2 separate regions of the Columba livia genome follow, and region 2 is linked to region 1. Evidence: chromatin contacts called from public Hi-C data. All regions are on one chromosome and are shown on one strand. Each heading gives the region's core, a stretch centred on a gene start, on an enhancer-like site or on the middle of the called end of the contact. The rest is flanking DNA. Distances are from core to core; before and after follow the strand shown. Region 1 holds the start of HOXA13 (homeobox A13). Region 2 overlaps JAZF1 (JAZF zinc finger 1).

Evidence for each region. Hi-C and Micro-C count contacts between places; a contact is called where the count stands out from the background.
Region 2: a Hi-C map of crop shows a contact between it and region 1, with 4 times the contacts expected there. The contact joins the enhancer-like site here to the promoter of HOXA13 in region 1.

Annotation. Positions count from the first base shown.
Region 1 is chr2:36,378,889-36,383,472 of bColLiv1.pat.W.v2, forward strand. It overlaps HOXA13 (homeobox A13), which reads right to left and starts at 2,513. Exons shown (of 2, transcript XM_065051395.1): 1 at 24-2,513. The coding sequence starts at 696.
Region 2 is chr2:36,752,619-36,757,202 of bColLiv1.pat.W.v2, forward strand. The region is part of intron 2 of JAZF1 (JAZF zinc finger 1); the gene reads right to left. Among named protein-coding and RNA genes, the nearest start is that of TAX1BP1, 120 kb to the left of the region's middle. Within about 2 kb of position 2,558, at least 1 of the 3 cell types and tissues checked has an H3K27ac peak away from gene starts, as active enhancers do.

The DNA.
Region 1 (4,584 bases), core at 1,263-3,762:
GGGAAGCCATACAGGTGTATTACCCGGGAGGGTGGATTTCCAGAGGTGAGGCGGCTGGCTCTGCTCCTTGGGGCAGTACACTTGCCCGTTCCACCCATTGGTGATGGTCCAAGGCTGGTAGCTGTCCATAGGGAGCAGGGGGTCGTGGCGCGGCTCGCCGGGGCCGCCGATGGCGGGCACCACGGGCATATCCAGATAGCCAGGCACCGGCTGGTAGGGGCCGGCGGCGTAGCCCTGGTAGAAGGCGAATTCCTTGGCCCGCGACGTGAACTCCTCGCCGGAGACTGAGGTGTCCATATATTTGTCGGCGAAGGTGGAGGCGGGCTGGGCGCAGGACTTGATGGCGTTGTGGTGGGTCATACGGCAAGGGTAGTAGCCGCTGCTGAAGTAGCCGTAGGGCAGAGCGGCGCCGGAGGAGCTCTGCACGGCGGCGGAGCAGGGGCTGCACTGCTTGACAGCAGGCTCGGCCATGCCGGCCGCGGGGGCTTCGCTGGAGGTGTAGGCGGCGGCGCTGGGGGCGGCCAGGGGAGCGGGGTGAGCCATCAGGTTGCGGCAGGGGTTGGCCGCCGCCGCCGCCGCGAAGTTGCTGCCGGCGTGAAACCCGTCCATGTTCTTATTGATCTCATCCAGGCTGTTGTCGTAGAGGAACATGACGGGCTCGATCCAGCGGGGGTGGAGGAGCACGGAGGCTGTCATAGCCCGCTCCGCATTGAGACTAGTGGCTCTTTTTTAAAAGCCCCAAAGACTGAAAAAAGAGATACTCAACCTCCGGGACTTGACCAAGGCTGACGCGCCAGTGTCGCGCCAGGCCGGCCCTCATTGGGCCGCCCGCCCCCACGTGATATGCAAAGCAGCTGATAAACATCTGAAGGAATAAAGTGGAGATAATTAAATAATGCAATAACCGCGCGGGGCCGGGTCCCGGCCCGGGGGCGCGGGCACGGGCGCGGGCACGGCGCAGTCCTGCCGCCGCCGCGCGGGGCGAGGGCGCTGCGGGGGGGCCGCCCGTCCGCCCTCTCTCCCTCTCTCCTCCCTCCTCCCTCCTTCGTCCCTCCGGCCCTCCCTCCCCTCGCCACCGAGACGTGAGCATTTTGGTCCCGTTGTTGCCGCGGCGCGTTCCCCGAGGTGCGGGGCTCCCCCCCGGCACCCCGCCTGATTTCTCCCCTGCGCTGCTTTCCTCGGGCCCCGAGCGCCACGGAAGTCTCGGAGGCCTCCCCTCATCTCCGGGGAGAGATAAGCCGCACCCCCTTGACCCTCTTCCTCCCCCGGTTTGAACCGCCGCCTCTCCCCGGGGAGCGCTGGCGGGGCCCCGGCCGGGTGGCGCGGGGAGCCCGCCGCAAACTGCCGGGCCTGATAAAGGTCTCGAAGAGGAGTCTCACGGGGTCCTTTCTGGGTGTTTTCCTCCTTCCTTCCTGCCCGTTGAAAGCCCAGGACCCATCTCGCTCCTCTCGCCACAAAGCCTCAGGAGTCAGATAAGAGGAAAAGATCAGGAAATCCCGATTTTATTTGTTATTACCTTTCAGGATAGGCTCGGGGAGAGGGACGGTTAATCGGATCTCCATCGCGATTCCGCTGTATTATTTGTTGCTATAATAGTAAACCCCGGGGCCTACAATTCGTCTTGAATCTTCTTTGGCTGTAAAATATCACGTTGGCTTGTACAGTGTGCATATGGACCCACGGTGCTTTTTTGTGCTGAGAAATGTATTTTGGCTGGTTTTGTTGTTTGTTTTTGTTTTTGTTTTTGGTTTTGGTTTTTTTTAGGTTTTACTTCTCTGCAAGTGAAAGCTAGGAAAAACAATCGTATTCCCTTTTAATGATAAATGTTATAATTTTTCACTGGGCAAAATAATTTACATTTTTAATATTCCACGCACCTCTCAGCGGCGCGGATGCGTTTCCCTCCAGCATTCAGCTATTCGCACACAACCTTGAAGCTATTCGCGCACAACCTTGAGCTCAAAACGCTCTATCAATAAACTTGACCTAAAGCAGCGTTCGTCTCATCGTTAGCAGCGCTCAGTCCTCACGCCTGTGGACAAAACAGCCCCAAATACTTCCATCCTGAAAACTAATTTTTTGGTGTTTTGTATTTTTTTTTTTTTTTTTTTTTTTTTGCAATTGCATGTTGCTTTGTTTTGCGCCTGACAGCTCGGCGTATTTATTATCCTATTGTGCTTCCTATTGACGTTGTAGCATTGTTTTGCCCGCATGGCTACAAGCGCAGAGCAGTCCCGGGACGTACATTGTTACCGAGCAGGCTTTTCCTTGCCTAGCGCAGAGCTGCCAACCATGAGAAACAGCCTTTTGGCGCCCATGGATTTTTTTCAAGGTGCTTTTTGCCGTGCGATGGGTTGGGATACCTGAAGTCGCTGTCATTCCCCTGATAATTTGGCAACATTTTACCCGCTTTTTTCCTTCGTTGTAGCCAATAAAGAGTTCCCATTTTGACTTCGCATACTCTTTTCCGCATTCTTCCTCATGCCCAAAAGCAAATATTTATTCCCCGCATATTTTTCCTTTTCTTTCAAGCTCCAGTTTTGAAACCTGTAGATTCCCCCGGCCAAACATTGCTCTACTGGCATGAATTGGGTCGATTTGTTTCCCTCTAGTTTCTCGTGGCTGCTTCTGAAAATCGCATTGCAGCGGGGCGGGGTGGGGGGGAGAGGGGGGAAGGGAAAGCAGCTCTATGGGGCAGCTCTGTTTTACATACGGGTTAGAAACGGCTAGAGGCCAAGGTCAAGTTGAAAGTTGCAGTCTAGCCAATGTGAGAACTGTCATTCACAGTCCGAAGATCTGTCTGATTTGCTAAAAAGCGGGTAGCCATGAGACCACTAATCTCCCCACTCACCTCTCCCCCCCTCCCCAGTCCGCTCCCCTCTCCAAACTCTCCCTCAGCCGTGGAGCGTTTCTCGCTGCCATGCATCTACTTTTCAAACCCCTTTCCATAAGGAGGGAGAAGCCATGTGAAACTATAGATTTCAGCCCCAGTACAAACTATACAAGTGGTGGAAGGTTGGGAGGGGAGCAAAAGAGGGGAGGAGGGGGGGCGTGTATCCGGTCGGCTGAGTTTTTGCTGGTTGTTTTTTTGTTTTGTTTACCCGCTTGGGGCTGTTCCAGCCCTGTGTGCGAAAGGGAGATCAGATTAAAGAGCTCTCTTTTCTCCCTTCTCTCCATCTCTCTCTCGCTCTAGAGCTCTGTTTAATCATGAGGGAAGAGGGCCGTGCTTTTCACTGCTGATAGGAGCAGTGATACAACTATCCCCTTCCCCTGTTTGCCATGATGTGGGTGGGAATCAGAGAATGGGACCGTTTCCTCAAAATAGGCAAAATGGCATCTGCAGGGTGCGTATGCAGCAGCAGAAAAATGGTTATTACCGGACACGCGAATTTACGCCTTTGTTTTGCTTTCCGAGTTTGACTGAATTTAACGAACTATCGACATCGAGAGAGGAGGAAAACCTCGTCAACTATTTTCTCTCCCTCCGCCCCAATACCCAGTTTTCATTCCCCAGCTTCCTGCCTTAATAGGTATCTCCGATTAGATATTATAACGGAACCGTGAGGGCTGAAAGCATCGAGCAGAACAGATGTTCTTCGAAAATCATGGACCCTGTAATGAACACCAGGGATAAAAATATGCCCGAACTTACCCCTCAGCCTTGAACATATACTGCTCCTTACCAATTGTGGAGGAGCTTTTATTTTTTACAGTTTAAGGCTTGGGATGCGGTAGATAAATTAAGCAAAACTAAGAAAGAGTTTACTCAGCGCCACTGATTCGCTTGGGCAAGCTCTATAAAAGCTTCTTTTTGGAAAACTAACTTGCTAATTGAATGCTTCCATGCACGCGACCGACAGACCAGTCGATGCTTCTTCCAAGATTTTTGTCTCTTTCATGGGAAATAAACATAGGATACAGCAAATCCAAACGTATAGTAAAGCCACAACATTTTCTAAGAGATTTGATGCAAACCTCCAAACTGCTTTGCATTTATATAGCATGTAAAATATTTTTGAGAGAAACACATCTATAAAATCGTTTCCCCTAAAACGAGTATTAATTCCTTGGGGAGCAAGAGGATGAACAACCATGTTCAGTAGGAGGATTTTAAAACGTGTTGAAGCCTTTCAGAGCTAGGCAATTTCTATCTGGTTTTCCTGTTCGGGGGCAGTCACCCCTCGCAATGCACGGCCATGCCTATTTCAGGTATTACAAAATCTTTTAGTGGCATTTGCTTCTCTTGGCTGCACTGAGAGCGATCAGATGCATTTAGCCCACTCCGCAGGTGTAAGCAAGGGCAGAATTTGGCCCTTACAAGTGCTTTGAACCAAGCAACTGTGTGCTCCTGACACCAGGAAACCAAAGGTAGTCTTGCCGCAGTGAGGACTGTAGGATTTTGGCCTTAAACGAGAAAGTGTAAATTATTTGTAAATGTCCCCATGTGATAGGAATACGGCCACTTATTTTACTGAAGAGGCCTTAAAATTTATATTTTCTTAGGGAAACCAAAAGTCCTTTCAGCTGAATGTCAGGTTTTGCAAATATGGAGTTTGTCGGCAGAGTACCTAGAAGGCTTTTTTC
Region 2 (4,584 bases), core at 1,308-3,807, 370 kb after region 1:
TTGTCAACTGCCAGATACTGATCAAGAAGATACGACTGAGCAGATGAGCCATCTCCCATCTCACAGCTTGTTTAACCCTCAAAATCAGCAGGTTTTTTTTTTCTCCTGTGTTTTATTAAGAAACTATGAGTCACTTTGCCAGGGAAATTACACAGAAGAGGTAACATAGGAAAGCGAAACCTGAACCTCCCATTTATTTTTTCAGGTATAATACACATAAGACAAGAAGTGAGTATTACCACTCTTAAGAGTCTACAGAGTTGGCCTCTGAATTGTACGTTGCTTGAATACAGCTTATCCCATGAGGCCACAAGTAAGAACTACCTTCCTGCTATCAAATACTTAGGGAAAAGTACTTCTGTAACTACAAAAGATGAGGCCACGTGTTTGCACTTCTGGTAAATTTCAGAGAGCTTCCTCTAGCACAGAAGAGATGCAGTAAGAGTTTTCATTCAAAAATGCTAAATTACAGACCATAAAAGATATATAACATCAATACTACAGTCTTCTTTACGTGGTGGTTCTCTTTGTTATCATCACAATAACTTGATTTAACAGGTAAACGAAAGAGAGGGTTTGAGGTACAAAACCTAGCCTTTTAAGAAACATGAAGAATAGCTGCTTCTGTGGCGGTTTTGTTTCACTTTTTTAAAAAATGCAAAACTTGGGGATAAACAAGACAATCAGCGCAAAGAGCCATAAAGATTTAGCTCTCCACATGTCTTATTTCCACTTCGGAATAACGTGCTTTCAAATATTCTGGCTATTTCACCACTGTTGTTCTTGGTTTTGTAATTCTTAGTCAAGGAAACGAACATCACTAAGAAACTAGTAACTACATGTGGGAATAAACAGCTGAATCAGAACGTACTTTTTCCATTCCTCTATCATCATCGTCCAGGAACTGACGAAAGGGCCCACAACTGGTTTCTCTGTTGGGATAATCATCACCTCTGGGTTCATAAGATACTATCTGTCTTCTTTAAAAAATAAAGAAAAACATTAAATAATTAAAACCAGGACATGTAGGGCTCTGATGAAAAAAGTGGGGGGTAAAAAAGGACTAGTTCGAAATTTTGGTATAAAGGTTAAGCCAAATCAGTCAAATTCTGAGCTTCTCCTCGCATACACCAGTGAAACAGGGGCAATGCCTCTTACAGTGTGAGAGATGCCAGTTCAGAGCAAGAAGCAACTAACTTCGTGTTTGCTGGAGGAAACCTCTGTTGATATTTCAAACAAAACTAGTTTCTATTGTATTTACTTACAGGCGAAACTGCAGTACAAGAAAGCACCTAAATCTCTCTTTCCCACTTGTTGAACTCAACTGGGAACGTTCTCCAACTGTGCTGCAGAAACATGGCAGGGGAAGGCAACACCACGTTAAAACAAGCAATTCCAACCAGCCTCTGGGATGACTTGCACACTATTTCATTAATTTTTCACAGCAAATTGAGTGAGTTCTGGGGTGTGGCTGCTCGCCTAACACACACACCTGTGTACTTTTATATTGCCTTCATAAAACCAGATGCCTTTTCCTCATTTATTTATACAGTTCTAGGTTTCCTCTGGCTCCTCAGTAGAGAACTTCTTATCTAGAAAACCACTGCTATTCACTTCTAAAAGCCAAGAAGACAAAGTCTACACCAGCCAACTCACCACCTTCAATGGCAACATAATTACTGCCCAAATAACAAGCTCTTTCAGGAAATTCCTTGGCCTTCAAGGCAATGACTTGCACTGTACAAACAGTTTCTGCAGTGCTTAAAATTATACATTTTACTGCAAGGTCATAACAGAATCTGAAAAGAATAATTTGATTTCTCTTCCTAATGGTAACGGGCTAATTTATATATTTAACAGTTAAACATATTTTCTTCAGGTCTTTTCTAAGATTAAGGGTATCTATTTTCAATTAAGGTTCAGTCTTCTGCCAATATTTTTTGGTCTATTTGCAACTACTGAACAAGGAAGTGAAAATATAATTGCTAACATGGCTTAAGTCTAGAATAAACACATGATTAATAATATTTTATTTAGGTTTAGCCATATTTTTCTTAACCTTTATAGAAAATCTTGGACCATGGCATATTAATGAATTTTATTAGATTTCACGAGTTGTAGAAGATGCCTTTTATCAAACTAATTCCAAGTTTATTGCTGACAATCCTTTGCAATTTACACACTAATGAGAAATAAACATGATTCTAACAGGGGCTGTTCTTAGTACGTTTTATCCTAATCCACTACAACAGATTTTATTTGGCTCTTAAGTAGCAGGCTTCCCGTCTAGAACCCCTCAGCTATTTATGCGCAAAAGATCACGCTAACAACAGATTTCTGTAAAGAATGCAAGGGGACCTCTTGTTCTACTTCTACCCTTTCAGGGCTTGATTATTCTCATATGTTATAAACTGCATCTGGAACTAGGCAATCGTATATCCGTTTTCAGGTCCCACGTTCCTTTTCCACTTGTTGACATGGTCCTCCACTTACCCAAAAGCACGACAGAGCTCTCCCCAGTGCCCAGGCAATCGGGCTGGATAAATCAAAACTGATTTTAAACCCCCCACACATGTTTATCTTTAAAGATTCCTAAGGTACTTCTACAGAAAGTAAGGAGAAACAGCTTTACAGGATAAGTTATATATTCCTCATGTAAACTCCCTCAGCTAGTGCACATGGGAGAGGTAAGAGCACAGCCTCAGCCTCCCTCTGTCCTCCCCATTTTCACTTCTCAGGAGCATCTTATAACATAACAACCCCTCTAGTTCTAAACAGCCTTTCTGCAATTTCATGGCTAAATCTGGAAAAAACAAGCTACTTTTATGCACTATGTTAGTTTTATGTTTGTTTCATTCTTCAGCATCTTTATTATCCGCCAAGGCCTCATGATAACTGGCATTCTGCTTTGCAAATGAGAGGAGATGAACACTTGCAGAAAGTTACTCAAGAAGAGCTGAAAACAGGGTATAGGGTTCAGCACCCAGTCTTACATTTTTCCACATTGCCTTTCAGTAAGAAAATTGCAAACTTACATGCCCTTGTAAGCTATTCTTGCACTGTAACTCTGTCTTTCCATAAGGTTAAATTGTGGAAACTTTGGATTTTACAAATGCCTCCCAGCTGACGGTCCTGCCTTTTTTTTCATACTGAAGCAGCCAAAGCTAATGAAATTTTTAACAACATCAGGTCCCAAACTCAGTCCCTGCAGATGCAGTGTCACTGTAACATGGGGCTGCTACCGGAGAAGGCATCAGGCCACACAAAATCTCCCCCAGGTGAGGAAAACATCCAGCATCTGATGGTTGTCCCATCAGTAAACTGTCTGTTACCAGGAGTGGAAAACAGACATCTGCACCATGACCAGAATCGCGTTATGGGTCTGGAAATATAGAATGAGTAACACTAACTGAAGTGTTCTGCTAGTATCTTGTTCTACCACAATTCAGTCTTTGTATTTTGGTTAGTGACATTAAAAACTGCAGAGCACTTCTCTGCAATATGTTTAGGACTGCAAATATGATGAAGTTTGCTTGCCTGCATTTCAAAGCTAATCCTGAATTTAATATTTGTTTTTTCTGAAAAGTCAGCCTCTTTGTCAAGTATGCCTTGGATCCAGGTAAGAGATCTGCAGATATTACTTATTTTTCCTGGACATCACCTATTTCAAACTAGTTTATCTCAGGAGAAACTAAAGGAAGTCTCTGTCTAACTCCTGATGGTGACCCCATATGGATGTACCAAGTGTCTTTTATGTGTCTCCCACACCCCCCTCGGCACTGTGGTTTACACAAGGTGCTCAGCTCCCAGCGCAAGGCATATCTTTTAACAGAGGTTTGTGCCCCGAAGTGCAACGGTCCAAAATATTAAAGGAGTGCCCTAATGGGGCCCAGTAAAATTAAAACTTAGAAACAAAAAGAGGGAAGGGGGAAAGGCCCATTATTATGTTATCAATATTAGATGTCAGAAGTCAATAACACCATAATTACTGAATAACTATTGAAAAAGTGACATGACATGTTTTTTTTAACGGTTCTGAGAAACACTTAGAAATGTTATTGCTCATTCTTGCTCTTTACCAATCCTCTTGGACCCAGTCTCCAACTCTCCCACTGTCCCTGCAGAGGTGACGGTTTCGCAATGGCCCTGCCTGGCGTAACTCCCCGCTGCCGTCAGACAAGGCAGCCAGTTCCACCTTTCTTTCCACACCAACCTGCCTGTTCTCACCATCGTCTCCTCCCAGCAGAAGTGTTTGCGCACTTGTGGGCAAGCTGGAACATGGGTCTGGTCCAAGTGAAAGTGAACCCAACCAAAACCACGTCAGATGCAGAAAGACAGCACACAAAGGGAACAGGCATCCTGAGCAGGGAGAGGCAATCATCCCTTTCTGCAGCAGCACCGGCTTATGCCAAACGAAAGTGATGACAACTTCAGGCTGACTTGCCTCATCACAGACTCTCTCCAAATATTCCTCAAATAATTTTTTTTGCATGACAAGCCTTTCCATTGCCTGTTCCCATATACTAATTCAGACATTGGGCTGGAAGTACACCATGGGAACGATTTCGATGATACATTGGAGAA